Linked DNA regions of Sus scrofa: region 2 is linked to region 1. Evidence: chromatin contacts called from public Hi-C data. All regions are on one chromosome and are shown on one strand. Each heading gives the region's core, a stretch centred on a gene start, on an enhancer-like site or on the middle of the called end of the contact. The rest is flanking DNA. Distances are from core to core; before and after follow the strand shown.

Region 1 (6,340 bases), core at 1,996-4,495:
GCTGTGGTTTAAGCTGGTGGCAATAGCTGCGATTTGAGCCTGGGAACTTCCATATGCCATGGGTGTGACCCTTAAAAAAAAAGAGAGAGAGAGATAAGCCCATTTTTTAAATATTGTGCTTAACTGCAGGTGATAAAAACATTTCCCTGGTTAAAATAATATCAGGCCTGCAATAGATTTTATGATTTTGTAAATCTGATGGAATCAAGGTGTTTGAGTTTTAGTCTTGGCTTTTGTTCTAGGGGTTGAGACATTCAGGAGCTAGTTTCAGTGTTCAGAGTTTTTGTTGGGTTTCATAGGCATGCTTGCTTGGTTGATCACCTGGTTGAACTCAGTCTCCAACATCCCCCTCCCTAGAGGTCAGTCGAATACCACAGGGCCTGAGGGGCACCCCCCCACCCCAGGAGCCACCTCTTCTTCACACACTCTTGGGTCTGAGGGGCCCCCACCTTGAATAATAAAGACACTTATCGTTCAGGAAATTCCAAAAGTTTAGAGGCTACTTCCCAAAGTGGGAGGAGCTTGGGAACAAAGGCCAGATCTCTCTTTGGGCAAGGCCAGATTCTTTACTACATACATAATTAATTTAGCAAATGTCTCTCAGATACTTTCATGTCTTATTCATCTGTGTTCTCACTGATTAGCACAGACCTAGCCCAAAGTACATGCTTAAAATTAGTTCATAGAACTTAGGGCCACAGTGATAAATGAGATGCCCATAACCATCCTGGCTTTGCTCACTGTGCCCAGCCACACCATCAAGGGCCTTTGTTTTTTTTTGTTTTGTTTTGTTTTTTGCCATTTCTTGGGCCGCTCTTGCGGCATATGGAGGTTCCCAGGCTAGGGGTCTAATCAGAGTTGTAGCCGCCTGTCTACACCAGAACCACATCAATGCAGGATCCGAGCCACGTCTGCGACCCACACCACAGCTCACGGCAATGCCGGATCCTTAACCCACTGAGCAAGGCCAGGGATAGAACCCGCCACCCCATGGTTCCCAGTCGGATTCGTTAACCACTGCGCCACGACAGGAACTCCCATCAAGGGCCTTTGTATTAGCTGTGTCCTTTCTCTGAAGTGCTTCCCCCCCCCTTTTTTTTTGCATGGCTGGTTCCTTGATGACTGTATACCTGATATTCCCTCAACCATCCAATCCAAAGTTGCCCCCTAGCCACTGGCTACCACCCCTCCCTTCTTTAATTTTCTGCACAGCACTTGCTATCAGTTAAGGTAATTTTCATCTGTGTGTTTCTTTGTCTCTTCCACTCGAATGAAAGCACCTCAAGAGTGGAGATTGTTCACTGCTGCATCTCTCAGTAGCCAGTACCTGGCAGCTGCTGGATGTGCTAAGGGTGCACCAAGGAGGGGTGGGGGCATGGTCTGCTCAGGTAGAAAAGTCCATCAACAATAAAAAACTGTCTGCTTTTTATTATCACTACGTGATAGCAATTTTATGTAAATGACAATGATACGCCACTCCTACCTACCCCTCCCTCCATCTGCCATTGCAACACATATTTGTTAGAGGAGTTCCCAATTGGAGTAAGTGTCTTTAACAGCTCTAGCAGCATATTGGGCTTGGTGTCCTATGAAGGATTCTGGTAGAGTGCAAATGGAAGAGATGTAAACAAAGCACGTCACCTGGGTCCCAGCCAGGACTTGGCACAGCGAACTGAACCCTTCAGTGCTGACTAACGCACGTTCCACTCCTCACACTCAGGCCCCTCTTGCTGGCCTCTTTCTTCTGTGGCTCTGGCAGCTCAGGCTGCAAGAGATTCTGTCCTGAGTCACAAGTTTAGATGCTGCTTCTTACCCAGTATTCTAGGTCAAGACCGAGACAGACTTATGGCAAACCATTTGTCTCTCTTTCTTTCTCCCTCTCTATCCTTGCCTGCAGCTCCCTCGTTAGAGCTTTCATTTCTTGGACTCTCAAAGCACGACGAAAAGAGGCTTGGGGGCTGGGGGGAACAGAGAGCCTCCCTTACCTTGTTGTCGGCCAGCCTCCTAGCCCAGAGTAGATTAATTATAGAAAGCTGAGAGGAAAATCATGGAGGTGGGCCCAGGCCAGCTGCTGGACCCAGTTCAAAGGAATAGGGGCAGGGATGTAAGAGGCCCTATCACTGAAAGCAGGCAGATGAGTGGCAGAGCCTTATCTGGCTGATGACAACTTGACCCCAGCCTGGCTAGACTCCCTGCTTTGGGGCTGCCCTGAGAATTGGCCAGGGCAAGTGACCCCCCCCCACCCCACCCCACTCCATGGGCTCTGGAATGTTTTAGGGAGACTGTTCTCGAGGTGGCAGTGACACCTGGTGGCCAGTGACAACCGAAACCTCCAGGCTGTGTACCCGCAGAACCTAGGTTCCCTGTAGGCCTGCCCTGCCATTCCCCTCACACTCACTAACCCCGGGGTCTGTCATCTGGCTCTGAGCTGGGCCTTATATCTTGGGCTCTGGAGAAGTGTGTGCTGCTCCTGAGACTCCCAGGAACCAGGGAGAGAACTACAGGTGGACAGAGCTTTCAGGTCATGAAAAAGGTGGCAGCATGGGGTTCTTCTTCTTATGGCTAGTCTGTTGTCATTTCCCACATCACGGCTCTTTTTTATTTTCTTGTAAAATCTTCCAGAGCTGAAGGGCTAAGTTGCTAATGAAGGGTTTGCAGACACCCATGAGCTTTCTATTTGGGTTAGATCCTTGAGGACTGATTCTAAGATTCAACCTTTGGAAATATTCATGGACAAAATGTGCCCAGAAGGAAGATGAGGCTCATTCCCCACCTTGAGCTGATCAGAGCACACCTCCAATGTTGCTTCTGATCTGAGGGTCACAGCATAACAAGGATGAAGTTTAACTGGCAGGTGCTCAGAGGACAGAGGCCTGGAGGTCAGGGCATTTGGCAGATGTGTTCTAAATGCTAAAGTGGCTGCTGTGGAGTAGCAGTCGTCTCAAGGAGCCCATAACTTAATATGGTCAGCTCTCTGACAGCTGTCGTGGGACAGAACTGGTGCTAAAGGCAAAGCTGCTGGAAGACGTGAGTAAAGTCTCTGAGAGGAAATGGCTGCTTGGGGAAGCGGTACTGCTGATGGCCCAGCCACTTGTCAGGCACATTGTGAAAGGCTGGGCTGGGGGCTAGAGCTGTTGGAACAGGCAACTTTTAAAAATCTCCTTTCCGGATCTGAGATGCTCTGATCCAGGCCGTGTGCTAGCCATGGACCCAGGAAAGGCAGCCATGAGGCTCTGAATTCAAGGACTGAGGCCTCATAACCTCTGGCCTCTGGTAGAGCATTATGCAAGTCCTTTTTCACTGGCTCTCTGGTTTAAAGAGCTACTCAAAAATATTCCCAGCCAGGTCTTTCCAGCTACAAAGGGCTCAGAAAGATGAAGTCTCGTGAGTGTAAGAAGACCAAGATTGAGAAGGGGTTTCTCTGGAGTTTAAAGGGCCATGTAGGTAGGGAGGAAACACAGCTCAGACCCCACACACAGGACTAAGAGAGCTCTACTCAGCTTAGAAGTCAGTTTCAGACAAGAAAGGCCTTCCTGCTTCCCACAGCAGGACTGCTTTAGGGAATTTGTTCCCCAGTGAGTATAAGCTGGAGATGTGAGATTTGAGGCAGGTTCAGATAAAGTCACTAGTGACCAGATCCCTTAAAAGACTATTAAGGGAAACTGACTATTTTGGGGCTGTCCTAAGTTTTAAGGGACATCTTTAATCACTTGTAGCTGACATTCTAACCTCGGGTGACCTGGCCCTCAGGGCCCCCATAGGTCTCATGGACTGCCCCCACGGGACCTTCCTGGTGTCTTTAGGAAACCACTGATTGTGGGAGGAAATGAGTGCTGCCGTTGGAGGAGGGGCTCATCCTTGGGCACCTTTTATAACCTTTCAGAAGAAGGAAGATGGGCACTGGTGCCTGCAGGAGTGATCCCAGAAAGGTCCCAAGGTGCCTGCAAACATGCTGTCCCCTTTGCTCTGACTGAACCTACAGCCTCCCGACCACATTCCTTCCCGCTGCCTCATTCCCCCTGGGGTCCTGAACCGGGGGAGCAGGGCCTGGGGAGCTGATCAGAATAGCTCTGTGGCGTGTCCGGCAAGTAGCCTGGCCTGGCCTCTTTCCTGGGGCCAGACCCTGAGACCCTTTCCCAATTTCCTGTCTCAGATATGCTGAGCAAGCACTGGCTTTCCTCTGTGGTGGGGGCAGCTGGACTCAGGCCAGCAGCTCTCAGGAGTTGAGTCACTGGATGTCTTTCCTTCCTCAACTTTCCATCCTGCTGGGACCTCAGAGAGGAGCTCCTCTCTCCCATCCTGTCTGCTGAAAGCCATGGGATGGCATATTAAAGGTGCCTTTGGGAGAAACCCACAAACCTTCATCCATGGGCTTGGTTTCTCTCCCAGACCAGTGATTTCCTTTCTAATCAGCTCAAGAGCTAACATTCACTGTTTTTGAAATGACTTTTCTGCATCTTCAGGGACCTTGCTGGAACAAGTCAGTGATATACAGAGGGCATGGCATAGCCTAACCCAGAATCCACACCCTCCCCTTCCCACCCTGAACTGCTGTGCACCAGGCAACAGAAACCACTCCACAATATCTTCTCCATTGATGCACAAAATCCTAACATTAAAGCTTAATTCCTTTGGATTGGTATTTATTATTATTTAAATAAAAGTAATGATGCCTGGTTTACAAAGCACAGTGATTATTTGAGCCTCACAACCTGAGATGGTTTGAGCTGGTGTTTCTATCTCTGTTTTACATATCATCAAAGAGAATGCAAATAATTTGTCCAGGGTCCCACAGCTTCTAGGAGAGCTAGATCTTTTGGTCCCCAGTTCCAGGAATGCTCTACAGTACCCTGCACTGTGCCCTTTTGATGCTTCATCAGAGTGTAAGGATGGTAAGAATGGAGAGAGCCAGCCCTTGTGACCCTGTGTGGAGGAAACACTCCCTCTCCCCCTCCTTTAAGCCCATCCTGAACCTCCCAACCTGGAGGCATGGGTAGCTTCACTAACTCTCTCCTGCTCTCCCTTCCCTGGCTTCCCTGGTCACTAACGCCCATGGTCTCAGAATGCGGGACCCAAGTCCGGTCTGCTTGGATGGGGAGCAGCAGTACACTCTCCTTGCAAGCGCCTTAAAGCCTGCACCTGCAGGATACCTCTGCTCGGGCCTGATACCCCTGGATTCTTGGTGGGCTCAAGACTCCAGCTAAGGGAATCTTGTCTCCTACCTCAGTCACATATAGGACCAAAAAGAGCATGAAGGACTTAATGGAAGCCCAGAGCCAGAAGAGCCTTAGAAGTCACCTGCCTTCAACTGCATGAGCCCCTGCATGGCATCAACTGCATGTCCAGGCCCTGCTTAAACACTAATGCCAGGAGGTTCACTATTACCCATGCCAGCCCTTGACCTTGATCAAATTTACATTTGACTAATGATCTTCTACTCAGTCCTGGGGACTTCCACAGTTACCTCATTTAATTCTTAGATAGCCCTTTTTGAGAAACTGAGACTCAGAGATTAAGTTAGTTGCCCAAAGTCACATGAGGAAAGATGTCATTTCATATTTCTCACCATCCTATCTGCTCCATGTACCTATTTTATTCCACTGGTGTCCACCTTAAAAGAAGTGCCTGAGGAGTTCCCGTCATGGCACAGCAGAAACAAAGCTGACTAGGGTCCATGAGGACACAGGCTTGATCCCTGGCCTCGCTCAGTGGGTTGAGGATCCAATGTTGCTGCAGATCTGGCATTGCTATGGCTGTGGTGTAGGCCGGCAGCTACAGCTCTGATTTGACTCCTAGCCTGGGAACCTCCATATGCCAAGGGTGTGGCCCTAAAAGAAAAAAAAAAAAAGTGCCCAGAACCGGTGTTCTGTCTCATTGCTGTCTCATGAGGCTTATCAGCCAAAGAGCAATGGACCTGTGACCTCCCCCTATTGGGACACTGATGCACCACCAGCTGCATCACATTTTTGGCGGCAGCATTACAAACTAACACTGAGCTTGTCTTTCCCGAAGCCCAGGATTGTTTGCGGGTTTTTCCTTATGCTTTTGTAAGCCCATTCATTCCTCTTTTTTGTGTGCAGCTGGGCACAAGCATTGGACCTCACATTCTTACCTGTTTGAGTCAACCCAGCTTCCTGAGGGAAATGCTGCAGCTCAGTCTGGCCCTGAGTTCCTGCTGTGGGCTGGCTACAGGCCAGACTTTGGCAGTGACGCCAGAGTGGCCAGACTTCTGTGGAATTCAGCATCCCAGGCGGCTCTTGGTGACTGGAGACAGATTCCATGGTAGCCAAACCCCACAGGGAATAGGCCCTCAGCCCCAGCAGACGGAAGGCTTGTAGGC
Region 2 (6,340 bases), core at 2,342-4,841, 260 kb after region 1:
CTCCCCCTCACCTTCCCTTCTCCCTCCCTCCTCCAGCCCACCAGAAACTGGCCTCCAGCCTCCCTCTTGGTCTCGGACCATTTGGCATGTGGGATAAGATGTCTGTGTGGCCCTCCCCCGACAGGTGTCTCATAAGTGGGGCACATCCTGGGTGCTCAGGAAGCATTTGGTGAACAGGTTCACACAGAGGCTCCTCTAGCCCTTCCTCCTGAGGTGGGACTGCAGGACTTTCTGCTGCAGGAGTCTGCAGACCCAGCCCAGCCCAGCAGGTAGCACTACGCTCCCATCAGCAGCACATGGGGGTGCCCCACGCATCACCGCTTTCCCAGCAATATGTATTAACTTAAAGAAAGGAATCCTTTCTCATTTAATAGGCAGAAAACAATCTCGGTTTTGGTTTGAATTTACATTTCTTTGAATACTGGTGAGGGTGAGCATTTTTTTCATGTGCTTCTTAGTCATTTGTATTGCTTCTTCTCTGAATTGTCTGTTCCCAATTTACTAATTTACAGCGAGAAACACAACTGCCAAAGGGACCGGATACACGTGTCCTTCAGCCAACACCCCAGCTCCCTGTAGGCACACCGCACGGGAGGCCAAATCCTAATCAGAACGAGGCTTGGTGAGTACAGAATGAGAAAGGGGAGGGGTTGGTTATGATTCCGGGGTTCCAGGCGTCAGAGCAAGCTAGACCTACCGCCGGGTCTTCTGAATCCTTGGCAGGAGGCACCCTCCTCCTTTCTCTGTCCTCTGCCTCCCAGCTGCCCAGCCCCGTTCGCATGGACACAGTCTTTAGAAACATCACTACCTTCATTTTGGGCTCCCTCTGGCCTGGAGCCCTCCTCGGTTGATGCTTGAGCTCTCAAAGAGGCCTTCCCTCTTAAGTCCTTTACCTCCTGGTGCCACCTTGGCATTCCTCAGGGACTGACAGAGTGTAGCTGATAACTTTTAGGGCATCTGCCTCCCTGGTTGTCTTGGAACCGCCCCCCTCCCATAAGTGAAAACAGCTTCAGCATGTGAGACTCCGTCCTCGGTGCTGTATTTGTGCATTTTTCAGGCTTTGGGCTCTCCCCCCCACACGATGAAGGTCTATGGCTTGAGATGACCTTGAGTGTCCAACGGAGCTCCCCAAAGAATAAGAACTCCAGGAACCAGTCAGAGGGGCTCCAGGTGAGTGTGTGGTCTGGGAAGGGTGCCTGGAGTAGGAAGGACAGGAAAGATTTCCTTCGAGGACAAGGGCAGAAAGAGAAAGAGGATCTTAGATGGGCAAGGCCTGGGGATCTGGCAGCCAGCAGGCTTCTTCCTGGTGCTTCTCGGCCCTCTTCATCCTCCTGTTCCCTGGGCCTCCAGAGTGACCTTCCAAAACCAAATCCTTTAACCTTTCCTGCATCCCCACTCTCCGTGGGATAGAATCCAAATTCCCAATGCTTAGCATTCAAGGCTTTTCACAGCCTAGCCTCCACTTTCCTTTCTGGATGTGCTTCTCTTTCCCCAGCAGACTGCCAGGTGGTTCCTGAGCATGCTGTGCATGGTGAGACCTCCAGGCCTTTGCTCGGGCAGGGCCTTCTGCCCAGGCTGCCCTTCCTGACATGGCCAGTTCATCCTCATCCTTGAAGATACAGCTGAAATGTCCAATCCTCCCTGAGCTCCCTCCTCCCTTGCAACCCTTAGTTGGAGCATTTAGCACATTTGCCAGAGTCACTTTTTCCAAACATCCTCTCCTGCTGGACCCTGAGCGCCTTGACATCAGATACTGTGTCCCATTCATCTGAGGGTCTTAACCTGCAGCTCGGTGCTACACGGAGCAGGGGTTGAATGAACAAGACGATGGCTATGGTGGCTGGGCTTGTGGGGGGGCACCGAGCTGAGAGGACAGGGAGAGCTGGACCTAGCTCTGGCACTCTGGAGCCTTGGGCAAATTCCTTATTTTCTCAAGACCCCAGTTCCCTTCTCCACAGAAGGAAAGTTCTGGGGCTCAACTCTCTGTGATAACGTTTATTAAGACTTAATTGGGGGAGTTCCCTGGTGGCCTAGTTGTTAAGGACTCTGCCTTGTTACTACTATGGCTCAGGTTACTGCTGTGGCTTAGGTTCACTCCCCAGTCTGGTAACTTCCACACACAGCGGACACAGCTGAAAAAAAAAAAAAAACCTTATTCTGCAGAAGGCACTATTCTAGAAATAAACTATAATAGTTATAGTTTATTATAAACTATAACTATAACTTATAGTTTTCATAATAAACTATAAACTGCAGTTTTAATAAACTACAATTTATTATTATAGTACTACTAATAATTACATAATGCGTATAATAGTAATAACAGTGTACATAAATATTTCTGGAAGAATGAAAATATAAAAACAAAGTCCTCTAAGTTACTTGCAATCTAATTCTGGAACCAAGGAAGGTGGGACCAAGACTTAGACATAGAGAGTTTTTGTTTTTTGGGGGGTTTTTTGGTTTTGTTTTCGTCTTTTTAGGGCCACACCTGTGACATATGGAAATTCCCAGGCTAGGGATCAAATCGGAGCTAAAGCTGCCAGTCTACACCACAGCCACAGCAACCTGGTTTCCGGATCCAAGCTCCATCTGTGACTTACACCACAGCCTGAGGCAACCCTGGATCCCTAACCCACTGAGCTTGGCCACAGATGGCACCCACGTCCTCACAGATATTAGTTGGGTTCTTAACCTTCTGAGCCACAGTGAGAACTCCCACAGGGAAGAGTTTTACCTTGAGGGGAGCCATGTATTTCATTGCAAGACACATCTTGCAGAGCTCCCGTTGTGGCACAGTGGTTAACAAATCTGACTAGGAACCGCGAGGTTGAGGGTTCGATCCCTGGCTTGCTCAATGGGTTAAGGATCTGGAGTTGCCATGAGCTGTGATGTAGGTTGAAGACACGACTCGGATCCCACATTGCTGTGGCTCTGGTGTAGGCCAGCAGCTACAGCTCCAATTAGACCCCTAGCCTGGGAACCTCCATATGCCGTGGGAGTGGCCCTAGAAATGGCAAAAAGACAAAAAATAAAATTAAAAAAAAAAAAGAAACATTTTACTGCTCCTGGCCCCCAAGAGGCAGCGTGTGGTGAAGCAAAATCAGTGTGGGTATGAGAGTCAGGCAGAGCCCAGCTCTGCAGCCCTCCAGCTGTGTGACCTTCAGCAAGTCGCTTTACCTCTCTGAGCCTTAAAGGTTGGAGATGGTCAAGCTATCTCAGAGAGTTGCTGTGAGGACTCATTGGATGTAGGGCTCCGTGAATACTAGGAACAACTCCTTTTCTTTTCATCCCAAAGACTATCAGCTATAAGGACAGGGAGCTGGGACAAGGGACTTCCTCCTTCCAAGCCTCAGTTTCCTCATCTGAGGGCTGCCAGGAGCTCTGGCTTGAGGGGAGGAGAGACTGGGGTGCCGGGAACTGTGCTGGGATGTTCGGTGAATGTTAGTTTCCCTCCCGGCCTGGCAGGGGGCATAAAGCCCAGCTCCATCTTCTTGGGCAGAAAGAAGGCTTGGAACAAGAGACTCAGAGCTCTGGAGACAGCTGAAAAGGAAACAGTCAAGAATAGGAGTCAGAGGGAGGCTCTGGAGCACGTGACCGTTTGCCTTCTCCCACCAGAAAGGGCTCTTAAACAAACAGCAAGTTTCCTCCATTAATAAGGCCTGTGGAATGCAGCTGAGATTTTTTTTTTCCTCCTCCTTTTTTGCTGATCAAGTTCCCCCAAAACCCCCTTAAGAATTTTAATAAGAAATGCAAAAATCAACACAAGTCCAGCAAACCCTTTCCTGTTATTAAATAAAGGGAAAGTAAATATTGCAAATTGGACATATTTCATAAGAGGATGTTTTGTTTGGGGGAAAAAAATGAGAAAGAAAAGAAAAAGCTATTTTCTTTCTGGCAGCAAATACATGTCTTTGCTGAATTTTGGTTTCAAATTTGATGACTGGAGCATTATTCCTGGTTTGCCTGGAATTCAGTCCTTTTGACAACAGAGGCAGAGGGACCCAGGAGAGCAGGAAAGCCAGGTTTGAGCCATGTTGGTCCTCTTCTCCCCTCCCTCCTGTTAGCAAACCAAAGAGTTCTTCAACCACCCAGGAAATTACAGTCCTGAGCTCAGAGGTGGGACCTGCAAGGGGTCACACACAAGCCAAAAGCAACATGGAACAAAGAAGATTTTTATGAGAAAGAGAGGGAAAAAAAACCACCAATGTTCTCTTTACCTCCATTTCAGGATAAGATATGAGACCATAGAATATTTTGTATCAATATAGCACAGAGGCCCTATAGTCAGGCGGACCTGAGGTTAAATCCTACCCCTGTCCCTTCTTAGCTGGGTTACCTTGGATAAATTACTTAACTTCTCTGACTCAGTTTCCTCATATTCAAAACAGGGAGAATACAAGTATGCACTAGTAGAGCTGTTAGGAGGAAAAAATGAGGAGGAAAATGAGCCAGTACAAGGAGAATGATGGGCTCTACCTGTGTCTCTTATTGTTTTATGTAATATGACAAGTGTAAAGGATGAGGAAAAAGAGGAGAAGTGCGAAGACTTTATTTCTTATTATTTCTTTGTGGTGAGTGATGATCTGCAAAGATCGTCAGCACTTATGACTTCACGTGCTGGTCACCTCAGCCTGAGAGTTGGGCAAAGTGAGAACCGCCTTAGTTTCTGGTTACAGCATCTGCTGCAGGAAAGTGGGCGTGACCCCTCAAGGCCACACATTAAATGGTCCATGTGACCATGAGTTCAGAGAAAATGACCAAACGAAAGGGAGGAAGGGAGAGTAGTCACTTCCTGCCGCCGTGATCCCACACGGGGGTCATTTCGTCCTCGGGGTCCCTGCACTGCCCCCATCTCCCAGACCTCTCTGTCCTCCTTGTGGGGTTCCCTCAGCTTCACATGCTACCTCCTGTTCCCTGGCAGGGACAACAGTCATAGGGTGCTGGGACTCCATGGGATGCTGGAAATGCTGGTGAATTTGGCTCCACCAGCCACATTCCCATAACAATAGAGCCAGGCCTGTGCATTTCCAGGCCAAACCTGTCTGCCACTTCCTCTGATCACCTCCTTCCAGGTTCCTCTCCACCCCTCCCTGAGGACTGGCAACCATCATCTTCAAAGTGTTGACCCTAAACAGGAAAATTATTTTGTTTTTCTATCTTTGTATTTGTTTGCTTCAAGTGTCTTTTTGTGCAAAATGAAACTAGAGAAATACAGCAAATAATTTAACAATCACCTATATTCCCACCCTATATTTGCTAATAGGTTGTTGTTTGTTTGTTTTGTTTTTTTGTCTTTTTAGGGCCACACCCATGGAGGTTCCCAGGCTAGGGGTCGAATTGGAGCTGTAGCCACCGGTCTATACCACAGCCACAGCAACACAAGTTCCAAGCAGTGTCTGCGATCTACACCACAGCCCACGGCAATGCTGGATCCTTAACCCACTGAGCGAGGCCAGGGATCGAACCTGCAACTTCATGGTTCCTAGTTGGATTCGTTTCCTCTGCGCCAAGACAGGAACTCCTGTTTGTTTTTAATTAAACATAGGAGTTCCTGCTGTGGCTCAGAAGGTTAAGAACACAACTAGTATCCATGAGGATTCAGGTTTGATCCCTGGCCTCACTCAGTGAGTTAAGGATCTGGCATTGCCGTGAGCTACAGTGTAGGTCACAGATGTGGCTTGGATCTGGCATTGCTGTGGCTGTGATGTAGGCCAGCAGCTGCAGCTGCAACTTGCCCCCTATCTCGGGAACTTCCATATGCCACAGGTGCAGCCCTAAAAAGAAAAAGAAATAAAATAAAACATAAAGCTAAAAACCCTTATCTACTATCCAAGTTCCACAGATAACCAATTAATTTGGTGCATATCTTTCCTGTTATTTTATTTTTATTTTATTATTATTATTATTATTATTATTTTGTCTTTTTGCCATTTCTAGGGCCGCTCCAGCAGCATATGGAGATTCCCAGGCTAGGGGTCAAGTCGGAGCTGTAGCCACCAGCCTACACCAGAGCCACAGCAATGTGGCATCCAAGCCGCGTCTGTGACCTACACCACAGCTCACGGCAACGCCAGATCCTTAACCCACTGAGCAAGGCCAGGGATTGAACCCACAACCTCATGGTTCCTAGTTGGATTTGTTAACCACTGAGCCATGATGGGAAGTCATCTTTTCTGTTATTTTAAAATAGTTTAGAACACTTGTACATACACTCAGTACTTGATGCTCTTTTTGGTCTTTTTTTTTTTGCTATTTCTTTGGGCCGCTCCCGCGGCATATGGAGGTTCCCAGGCTAGGGGTCTAATCGGAGCTGTAGCCACTGGCCTACGGCAGAGCC

What was found. Hi-C and Micro-C count contacts between places; a contact is called where the count stands out from the background.
Region 2: a contact with region 1 is called in a Hi-C map of mesenteric adipose tissue, with 2.0 times the contacts expected there. The contact joins two enhancer-like sites. A contact is called at or near these places in 3 of 47 Hi-C or Micro-C datasets (heart right ventricle, mesenchymal stem cells and mesenteric adipose tissue) and 2 of 2 datasets of contacts at active chromatin or transcription factors (alveolar macrophages and skeletal muscle).

The regions. Positions count from the first base shown.
Region 1 is chr13:68,202,581-68,208,920 of Sscrofa11.1, forward strand. The region is part of intron 11 of SYN2 (synapsin-2); the gene reads left to right. Among named protein-coding and RNA genes, the nearest start is that of TIMP4, 15 kb to the left of the region's middle. Within about 2 kb of position 3,246, at least 37 of the 83 cell types and tissues checked have an H3K27ac peak or open chromatin away from gene starts, as enhancers often do. A contact at or near this core is called in mesenteric adipose tissue, where this site is marked.
Region 2 is chr13:68,466,765-68,473,104 of Sscrofa11.1, forward strand. No RefSeq gene overlaps it. Among named protein-coding and RNA genes, the nearest start is that of TSEN2, 11 kb to the right of the region's middle. Within about 2 kb of position 3,592, at least 17 of the 83 cell types and tissues checked have an H3K27ac peak or open chromatin away from gene starts, as enhancers often do. A contact at or near this core is called in mesenteric adipose tissue, where this site is marked.